2 separate regions of the Neogale vison genome follow, and region 2 is linked to region 1. A link is a contact called in public Hi-C data. All regions are on one chromosome and are shown on one strand. The core of a region is the stretch at or near the end of the contact, and the rest is flanking DNA. Distances in the headings are between cores, read along the strand shown. Region 1 holds the start of HECTD3 (E3 ubiquitin-protein ligase HECTD3). Region 2 holds the start of HPDL (4-hydroxyphenylpyruvate dioxygenase-like protein).

The links. Hi-C and Micro-C count contacts between places; a contact is called where the count stands out from the background.
Region 2: a Hi-C map of fibroblasts shows a contact between it and region 1, with 7 times the contacts expected there. The contact joins the promoter of HPDL here to the promoter of HECTD3 in region 1. A contact is called at or near these places in 3 of 3 Hi-C or Micro-C datasets (fibroblasts, muscle and tongue).

The regions. Positions count from the first base shown.
Region 1 is chr2:35,365,964-35,370,222 of ASM_NN_V1, forward strand. It overlaps HECTD3 (E3 ubiquitin-protein ligase HECTD3), which reads right to left and starts at 1,803. Exons shown (of 21, transcript XM_044238097.1): 1 at 1,366-1,803; 2 at 1,023-1,183; 3 at 678-770; 4 at 463-598; 5 at 111-226; 6 at 1-24. The coding sequence starts at 1,734. It overlaps UROD (uroporphyrinogen decarboxylase), which reads left to right and starts at 4,035. Exons shown (of 9, transcript XM_044238100.1): 1 at 4,035-4,145. The coding sequence starts at 4,126.
Region 2 is chr2:35,680,462-35,684,467 of ASM_NN_V1, forward strand. It overlaps HPDL (4-hydroxyphenylpyruvate dioxygenase-like protein), which reads left to right and starts at 2,176. Exons shown (of 1, transcript XM_044238105.1): 1 at 2,176-4,006. The coding sequence starts at 2,779. The coding sequence ends at 3,894.

The sequences.
Region 1 (4,259 bases), core at 553-3,052:
GTATCCACTGTGAGCAGTAGCTTCCTGAGTGGTCAGAGGATGCACATGGGTGTCTGTACACTTACAGGCATGGGGCCCACCCACTCTGTCCTACCTCAGAGTCCACTCACTTGACAATGGTGCCCTTTTTCATGGTAAGCCGTACCCAGTGCTGGCACTGGGACCCATCGCTCTCCCAGTAGGTGTCTGCATTGCTGTCTGTCAGGCAGGACACATTGAACTCCTCCTGGGGAGGGGCAGAGAAGTGGAGACAGTGTTTACCCCACTCCCTGAACATGGAGGCTTAAAAGCACAGCCGGTATGGGTAGAAGTGTCTAGGCATTCCCACAGGACTTCCAAAATGGGGTGCTGGACTGGGTCTGGCCTGTGGGAATTCAGGTTTGGCCCTTGCCTAAAGGTGAGGGTTCTGGATCTAGCAAGAAATGATCTCTTGCTTGGGGTGGGAGGAGTCCCAGAACCCACCGTGTAGGAGGAAACGTCTATGCTCTCCACATACTGCTTCACGCTACCCAGGTTCTCATCCTCCTTGCCCAGGTGGTCGTACAAGAAGTGGATCAGGTCCTCGTCGCACTCGTAGGTCCACGTCGGGGGCACATAGCTAAGCAACCCCAAGTCCCTAATTAGGCCAGGCCCAGACCTGGAGATTCTTCCTCCCTATCCCACCCCAGCTCACTCACAGTAATCTCTGAACAGCTTCCGTATATGCCTCCGCTGGCTGGGGCTTTGATCCAAGGCGATGAGAGTATGTCAGGTCCACCACCTGTTCCCATCTGCGGGCACGGAGTGGGGGACGGCGAGACATCAGTGGGCAGCGGGGTACCCCCAGGGAGCTTTCTCCAGAGGTTCATCACACCAGACTGGGCTTCCAGAAGCTCCACCCCATCTCCATTCAGGTCCCGCCCCTTCCTGCCTTTAACCCTGCCTTCACTCCCTATCCCACCTCCCCGCCAGTGTCAGCTTAGTTCCCAACCCTTCGGGGCCGAGCAATCCCGCAGCAAGCCCCGCCCTTTCAAGTGCAGGACCTGAGCACGGGTCGGTAGTCCACGCCGAAGAGCTGCTGCTGCCGTTGGAGGTGGTCTGGAGTGTCGATGGGTACGAGGCGGGCCCCGCCCTCCGCCGGTCGGCACACCAGCAGCCAGCCTTCGTTCAGCCCGCAGTCACCCAGGTGTTCTGCCAGCTGCTCCTGCCGGGACGCGCAAGACGGGGACAGCCGTCTGGGATCTGCCCAGCGCCCTGCCCAGCCCAGCCCAAGGCAAAGGACACGGAACACAGTGCTCCCTCCAGGTGGGGGATGGGAAGGGAACGGCCTGGAGCCGCCCTGGCGCCAGGGGTCTTCTGCGGGGCCCAGGGCAGGCCAGGGAGTACCTTGGTCAGCTTCACCCAGAGCCCCTGGCCGTTGCACAGTTCCTCGCCGGTAGTTCGCACGCAGGCGCCGCGCCGGAGCTCAATGCTGTCTCGGGCCGCACGAAGGGGCCCGGAGCCGGTACCAGGGGCGGAGCCCGCCGCTCCCACACGCAGTCCCAGGCCCTCCGCCTCCCACACGGGCAGCAACACGCGCGACGGACCCGCTGGGTCCTTGTAAAGCTTGTAGAGCACCTCGCGTGGCACGAAGGCCAGCGCCGCCGGCAGCGGCCGTCCAGCGCGGAGGCTCTGCGCTGCCTCTGCCAGGAAGCGCACGCGGCCCAGCAACTGCCGCGGGGACTCTAGAGCCGCACCCGGTCCTGGGCCTGCCATGGTGAAGTGGCAAAGGAGACCAAAGGAGCCCAGGGGCGGCGGTTCGGCTCCCGGAGCCGCAGCCGCGAAGGCTGCCAAGCTTCCCACCACGCTCGGCCCCGCCTTCGGCCAGCCTTCGCCGTAAGTTCTGGACTAAGGGCACCCAGCGCGCCTGCCGTATTTCCCTGTGTACTCAGATACTTAAACTTACTACAAACCAATGTGCCTCGTGCGGAGCCATCCAGACCCAAGTTCAGTTGTCTTTACCTGATCCATCTCTCCCTGTCTGTCCTCTTTGCTTCCACCATTTTATACCCTCATTGAACCGCTATCCTATCTAGGCTGGATCATTGGAACAGACATTTTTCTGGTTCTCTGGCCCGTTTTTGCATTCCCACCCTGACGAGTCACACACAACCAGAAGACTCGAAAAATCTAACAGACATCCTCTTAGCTCCTCATCCTAGGGGCAGTATTGCTAAAATATTTGGGAGAATAATCCCCTCCTTAGCCCTACCACTGATAGGAGCCTTGAGTTGTTCAGCGCTCATCCCGGTTGTTACTTCTAATCCTAGGACATTGGTGATCATTATCCAGTTTCTCCCAGTAGTTCTGAACCAGATGAGAGGAAAGGTCTAAGGCGGGAAGATAGGTCCAAGGTGGGTAGATAGGATGGAGGCAAAAAAAAAAAAAAAGGACAGGAGCTGTTGGTGAAGTATAAGGAAATTTTGTCTCCTACCCTCCCTGGCAAACAGTTTTTTAAAAAGTTTTTTTTGAGATATAATTCATATTCCATATAAGTCACCCATTTAAAATGTATGATGGTTTTTTATATATTTTTAAAAACTGTAGTAAAATAAGTGTAAATTTGCTGAGTTAACCACTTTAAGAGTACAATTACCTATTTCCAAAACTTTTTCATCATTCCAAACAGCAGGGCTTTCTCTTTAAGCAATAACTCCTCATGGCCTACTCGATAAACTCTGATCTACTTTCTGTCTCTATGAATTAGCCTATTCTAGATATTTCATAAATGGAACCATATAATATTTTCCTTTTGGGTCTGTCTTATTTCACTTAGAATAATATTGCAACAATATCATAGCATGAATAGAACTTAATTTCTTTTTATGGGTCGACTAATACTCTGTTTTATGTATATACTACATATCGTTTATCCATTCATCCGTTGATGGACATTTGGATGGAAACTTTGTTTTGATTTAGTTTTCAAATAATCAAAGTTATCAAAAAATAAATAATTTTTAATCCCGTGTAATTCTGACGATTTTCCTTTTATTTTCTCCTTAGAAAGCTGGGAACATAGTGCCCCTCTTCCCTTCTCTCCAAGCTATTTGTATGCTATGGTGCTACTATAGAATAAAGTGGATAAGTGAATCTCATAAGGGCATGCATGACCTGGACTCTGAAGACACCTCTAGCCTCTTTAATTCCAGCAAATGGGTCTTCTGGTTCCCACAATAGCTATTTGTTCTTTTGCCTCTTCTCTTTGCACCTGCTGTTCCCTCTATTTGGAACACCCCTACTGCTTTCCCTAGTTACAGGAAGAGCCCTTGCTAGCTACTTCTAGTTTTTTCCTCTTGAAACATTTACTATTATGATCACTGATCCACCAGTCTGTAGCTTCTTAAAGGAAAGGGCTGTCTTGGTGACCACAGTTAACTTATGCATCTACTATATATAGTGCCCGCCTCTTAGTACGTAATATAAATATATATTTTAAAAAGACTTATTCTAAGGAGAGAGAGAGATACCGCACTTTGCCTGCGCACACTTGAGTTCCGGGTAGCGGCAGAGGGAGTGAATCCCAAGCTGACTCCCAGAGGAGTGTGGGGTCCCACTGAGGACTCAGTCTCAGAACCCATGATATCATGACCTGAGCCGAAATCACAAGCCGCACACTTAACCAACTGAGCCACCCAGGTGCCCCGGTAACGTAAATATTTAATTATTTCATTTCCCTGTAGAGCTTGGTTTTTTAATCCACTGTGTGCCTGGTCGCCAGGCCTAAGATTGTTAGAATCATGGAGCATGGGAGTAAAAGTGAGTCTCGGCTGAAACTCTCGGATTTCCAGGCCATCAGAGGAGAGGAGATTCCTGATGCCACGGTAAGGTGTAGTTATTTGCGGAGTTCTTGGCGGTGGGGAGGGTAGGAGAAAGGTGGGGGCGTTTGTTGCTGCGACGCTACAGCGGATTTTACGGTGGAGAAAGGTTGTCGGGGGTCCTACCGGCAGCACCCGGGGCAGCCCCGGAGCTAGAGCCCGTGTCTGATCATGTGACTTTCAACATGGCGCCGGCCCTGGCTTCCTCCAGGAAGGGGTGGAGCCTGATCTCACAGACTCCGGTTGAGGTTACAGTGGAGACTCTGCGCGCAGTTACCCAAGGCTTATCATGGAGGCGAACGGGTTGGGGTGAGTTCTCTGCACCACTTGGTATGGCCGGTGTGGTTTCTGACCTGACTCTTCCAACTCAGGAATCTGTCCCTATACCCCTCTTTCCCGACCTTGGAGAGTTCCCAACCCGAT
Region 2 (4,006 bases), core at 926-3,425, 310 kb after region 1:
GTTAAGCTGAGGGCAAGGGTGACACCTAGAGGTTATGTTAAAGAACAGCAGCTGACAGTCGCCCACCTGGCCCTGGGGGGAAGGAGAGTGACGGGATGGGACCTGAGAGGCGTGAGTTCCGGGAAAGGAATGTGAGTTCAGGCTGGTAGAGGGGAGACGGGACAGAGGTGAGGTCAGGCTTTGAGGGGAGAAGCATGCACCTCCGCCAGCCCCCGGGCTTGAGCTGAGAGCTGCGGAAGGGACTTTACAGGTTCAGGACATGTATAGCACCTCCACAGCCGGCTCCCCACCCCTGCACCTCCGCTGACCTGGCCGCTGTGGAAGGCGGATGTGGCACGAGGCCTCCTGCAGCGTCATCGCCTCACCCCTCGGACTTACGTGCCCTCCAGCGCCCACCCTTAGCATCCATAGCCCCAGCAGGAAGGCAGTCGCGGACAGGCACGGAGGACGCCATCATGCGGAAGTTGCCCCAGGGTCCTGACCGGGAGGAGATGGCGGTCTTACATTGGTCACAGCCCAGATGCCAGCAGGGCTGCAGGAATGGGAGTCTAGCATGGAGGGGCGGGGGAGAGAACCAACATCAATGACCACCTCTACCCTTTCCGCCCCCCGCCCCCCAAAATGGCCTCTGGGTCAAGGTAAAGCACAGTGCTGTTGCAGGGCAATATGCCCTAACTAAGATCTCCCTTTCTTTAAGTCAGACCCTTCTTGGCCTTTAGAAATCTACCCTCTCCCTCAGGGCCGGGGGGAAGTGATGGGTTTAGGGGACCCGTTTCTGTGCCCTCTGTCGGTACATAGGGCCCTTGAGTGGAAATCCCTTTGGCTGGACCAAAGGCCTGGAGGCACTAGAGCTGCTCACCTGGGGCCTTGATCATGATAGCGTGGACAGAAGATAACCTATTTTGCCCCAACCCTCACAGAGCGCTGGCCCCAGAGGCCCTAACCTCAGAATCCACACCAAAGCCAGGGCCTTCCTAGAGCCTTCCCAGTGCTCAAACCTTGGGGGGGGGGTGTCCAAATGTGGTTGTTATTCTGAGTTCTACTGCAGCCCCTCTCCTTGTGACATGCAAACCCACTTTGTATGTCCTGATCCCACATAGCTGGGCTCCGGCACAAAAGCTAAATCCTGGACCCCTTGCCAGCTGCAGAATATACTCTTATTTAATCACAACAACCCTACGAAGTAGGTACTATTATTATTCCCATTTTTACAGAGGAGAAAATCCAAGGTTCAGAGAAGATAAGCAACTTGCCCCAAGTCATACAGCTACTAAATATTGGAGGTAGTTTTCAAACCCGGGTCTATCCAGCTTTTGGAACCCATGTTCTCCAATTAACTAGTCTGCAGAGTAGCACCAAGTGTCTTTTACCACTGCTGATCAGCTTCTTGGTACTGCCTAACTGACTACAAGACTAAACACGCAGCCAGACCTCTTTTTCTCAGCCCTGTGCCTCCATCACATCCTTCTTCCTCTTGCCAATGAACTTGCCGATGACGTAATACTGAATGGTATTATATCTGCTCCCTGACAAAGGAATCTCCTTTGCAATGCCTGGAACCAAAGCATCTATCCCAAATGTCTCCCCAGTCTTATGCTCTTGCTTCTCTGAGGGTTTGGCTCGCATTCCTGACCTTTTAGCTTATGCCATTTACCCCTAAAGTGCCCTTCCCAAACCCTCCAAGAGCCACCCGCTGAAGTCTCAGAAGACTCCTACTATCTACTCAATTCTACTCAATCCAGTGATCTCACACAATTCTGGTTCTTAAGCCCAGAAAAGCCTATAGAAAGCTTCTCTGGCCCAAAACCCAGTCAGGAAGCTACAAGGAGGGCTTGAGTTCTAGTCCTTTAGGGTCAGGAGGGAGAGAAAGGACACTAATGCAGCTGTTTCTTTCAGGTCCTGTGCCACCAGTTTTTTTCTCCAAATCTTGCTTGGGTCAGGGTCAAAGATTGTTGAGAGAGAAGTGGGGTTGAAGAAAGAGGCGCAGTTGAGAGACTAACAGAGAAAGAGGTTTGTAGGAGCCATACAAATGACCTATCTTCCTATAACATCAGTTTCTCTGGACCAATTTGGGGAGGGAAAGAAAATCTGTAAAAAAAATATTTTGATATTTTTAAAGTTTTAAAGGAACATTACGCGTCAAAGGCAAAATTCTCTAGAATTTTTAAGCTAAAACTTGACACTGGTAAATTCCTTGCTTGGGGCAGGGGCGGGGGTAGGCGGTTAGGAATTCGGGCTCCTCCCCCAGCTAGGATTGGTTCCCTTTGCTCTTAAATTTAGGGGAGGAGCGAAAGCCCGGCCGCAGGCACCAAGTGAAGGCAGCTATTGTGGTCTCCGGGGCTGTGGGAGAGGGGAGGCTCGGTGCCCGAGGGCATGGCCCATAAACAGGCTCTGGGAAAGGGCAGTCCTGCGTCCCCCCTGTACCCTTGACGACACGGTCTGCTTGGGAGGGGGAGAGTGTGAGCAGCGGTCCCTGGCGCCGCCCCCTCTCTCCGGCTGCACCCCAGCTCCGGCTCCACGTGGTTTTCACCACTGGCCCCGCAGACCGCGTGGTCCCAACGCTGCTCCGGATTGGAGAGGGCGTGGCGGAGAACCGCGAGCCCCAAAGGGGTGAATCTGAGACTTCCTTGGAAAAGAGAGGAATGCGCTCTGCGGGCAAAATTGGATTCCACTGGCTTCCGACGACAAACCTGGGACGGAGAATCCGGGAGTCCTGAAAAGCCAGGTGAGCGGCCCTACTAGGTGGAAGGACAAGCCAGGGTCATCACCCGGACCGCCATGGCCGTGCACGCCCGTCGTCTGTGCCACATTGCCTTCCACGTGCCCGCGGGGCAGCCCCTGACCCAGGATCTGCAGCGTCTCTTCGGTTTCCAGCCCCTGGCCGTGCGGGAGGCAGAAGGCTGGCGGCAGTTGGCCCTGCGCAGCGGCGACGCGGTCTTTTTGGTGAACGAGGGCGCAGGGCTGGGGGAGCCGCTGTACGGCCTGGACCCACGTCATGCTGTGCCCAGTGCCACCAACCTGTGTTTCGACGTGGCGGACGCGGGCGCCGCCGCCCGGGCGTTGGTTGCGCAGGGCTGCAGCGTGCCGGTGCCCCCGGTTAGCGTGAGGGATACGCAGGGCACAGCCACCTACGCTGTGGTCCGCTCACCTGCCGGCAACCTCAGCCTGACACTCCTGGAGCGTGCGGGCGTCCGAGGGCCTTTCCTCCCCGGATTCCAGCCCGTATCCTCTGCAGCCAGCCCCTGCTGGGTCAGCCACGTGGACCACCTGACCCTGGCCTGCATCCCTGGCAGCTCCCCCACACTGATGCGCTGGTTCCACGACTGCCTAGATTTTCGCCACCTGCCACTGAGTCCAGGTGAGGACCCCGAGACAGGCCTCGAGGTGACAGCAGGATCTGGGCGAGGGGGACTGAAGCTCACAGCCCTGCAGACCCCACCAGGCAGTGCTGTCCCCACTCTCGTGCTGGCTGAGACCCTACCAGGGGCTTCTAGTGGACAGGACCAGGTGGAGCAGTTCCTGACCCGGCACAGGGGACCAGGACTGCAGCACGTGGGGCTCTACACGCCGAACATTGTAGAAGCCACTGAGCGGGTAGCAGCAGCTGGGGGCCAGCTGCTGGCTCCTCCTGAAGCATACTACGAGCAGCCTGGCAAGGAAAGGCAGATCCTAGCTGCTGGGCATGAGCCTAGCCTGCTGGCCCGACAGGGGATCCTGCTGGATGGCGATGAAGGCAAGTTTCTGCTTCAGGTCTTCACCAAGTCTCTCTTTCCAGAGGACACCTTCTTCCTGGAGCTGATTCAGAGGCAGGGGGCCACAGGCTTTGGCCAGGGCAATATCCGGGCCCTATGGCAGTCGGTGCAGGAGCAAGCCACCAGGGACTGGGAAGCCTGAGGAAAGTTACGGCTGGTTTCAGCCTCCTGTCCTGGAGCACAGGGCCAGCTGAATTGAGAAACACCTGCAGAGGCTTGGGGTGAAGGGCTTTGTCTCCAGGGGCCAGGTACTC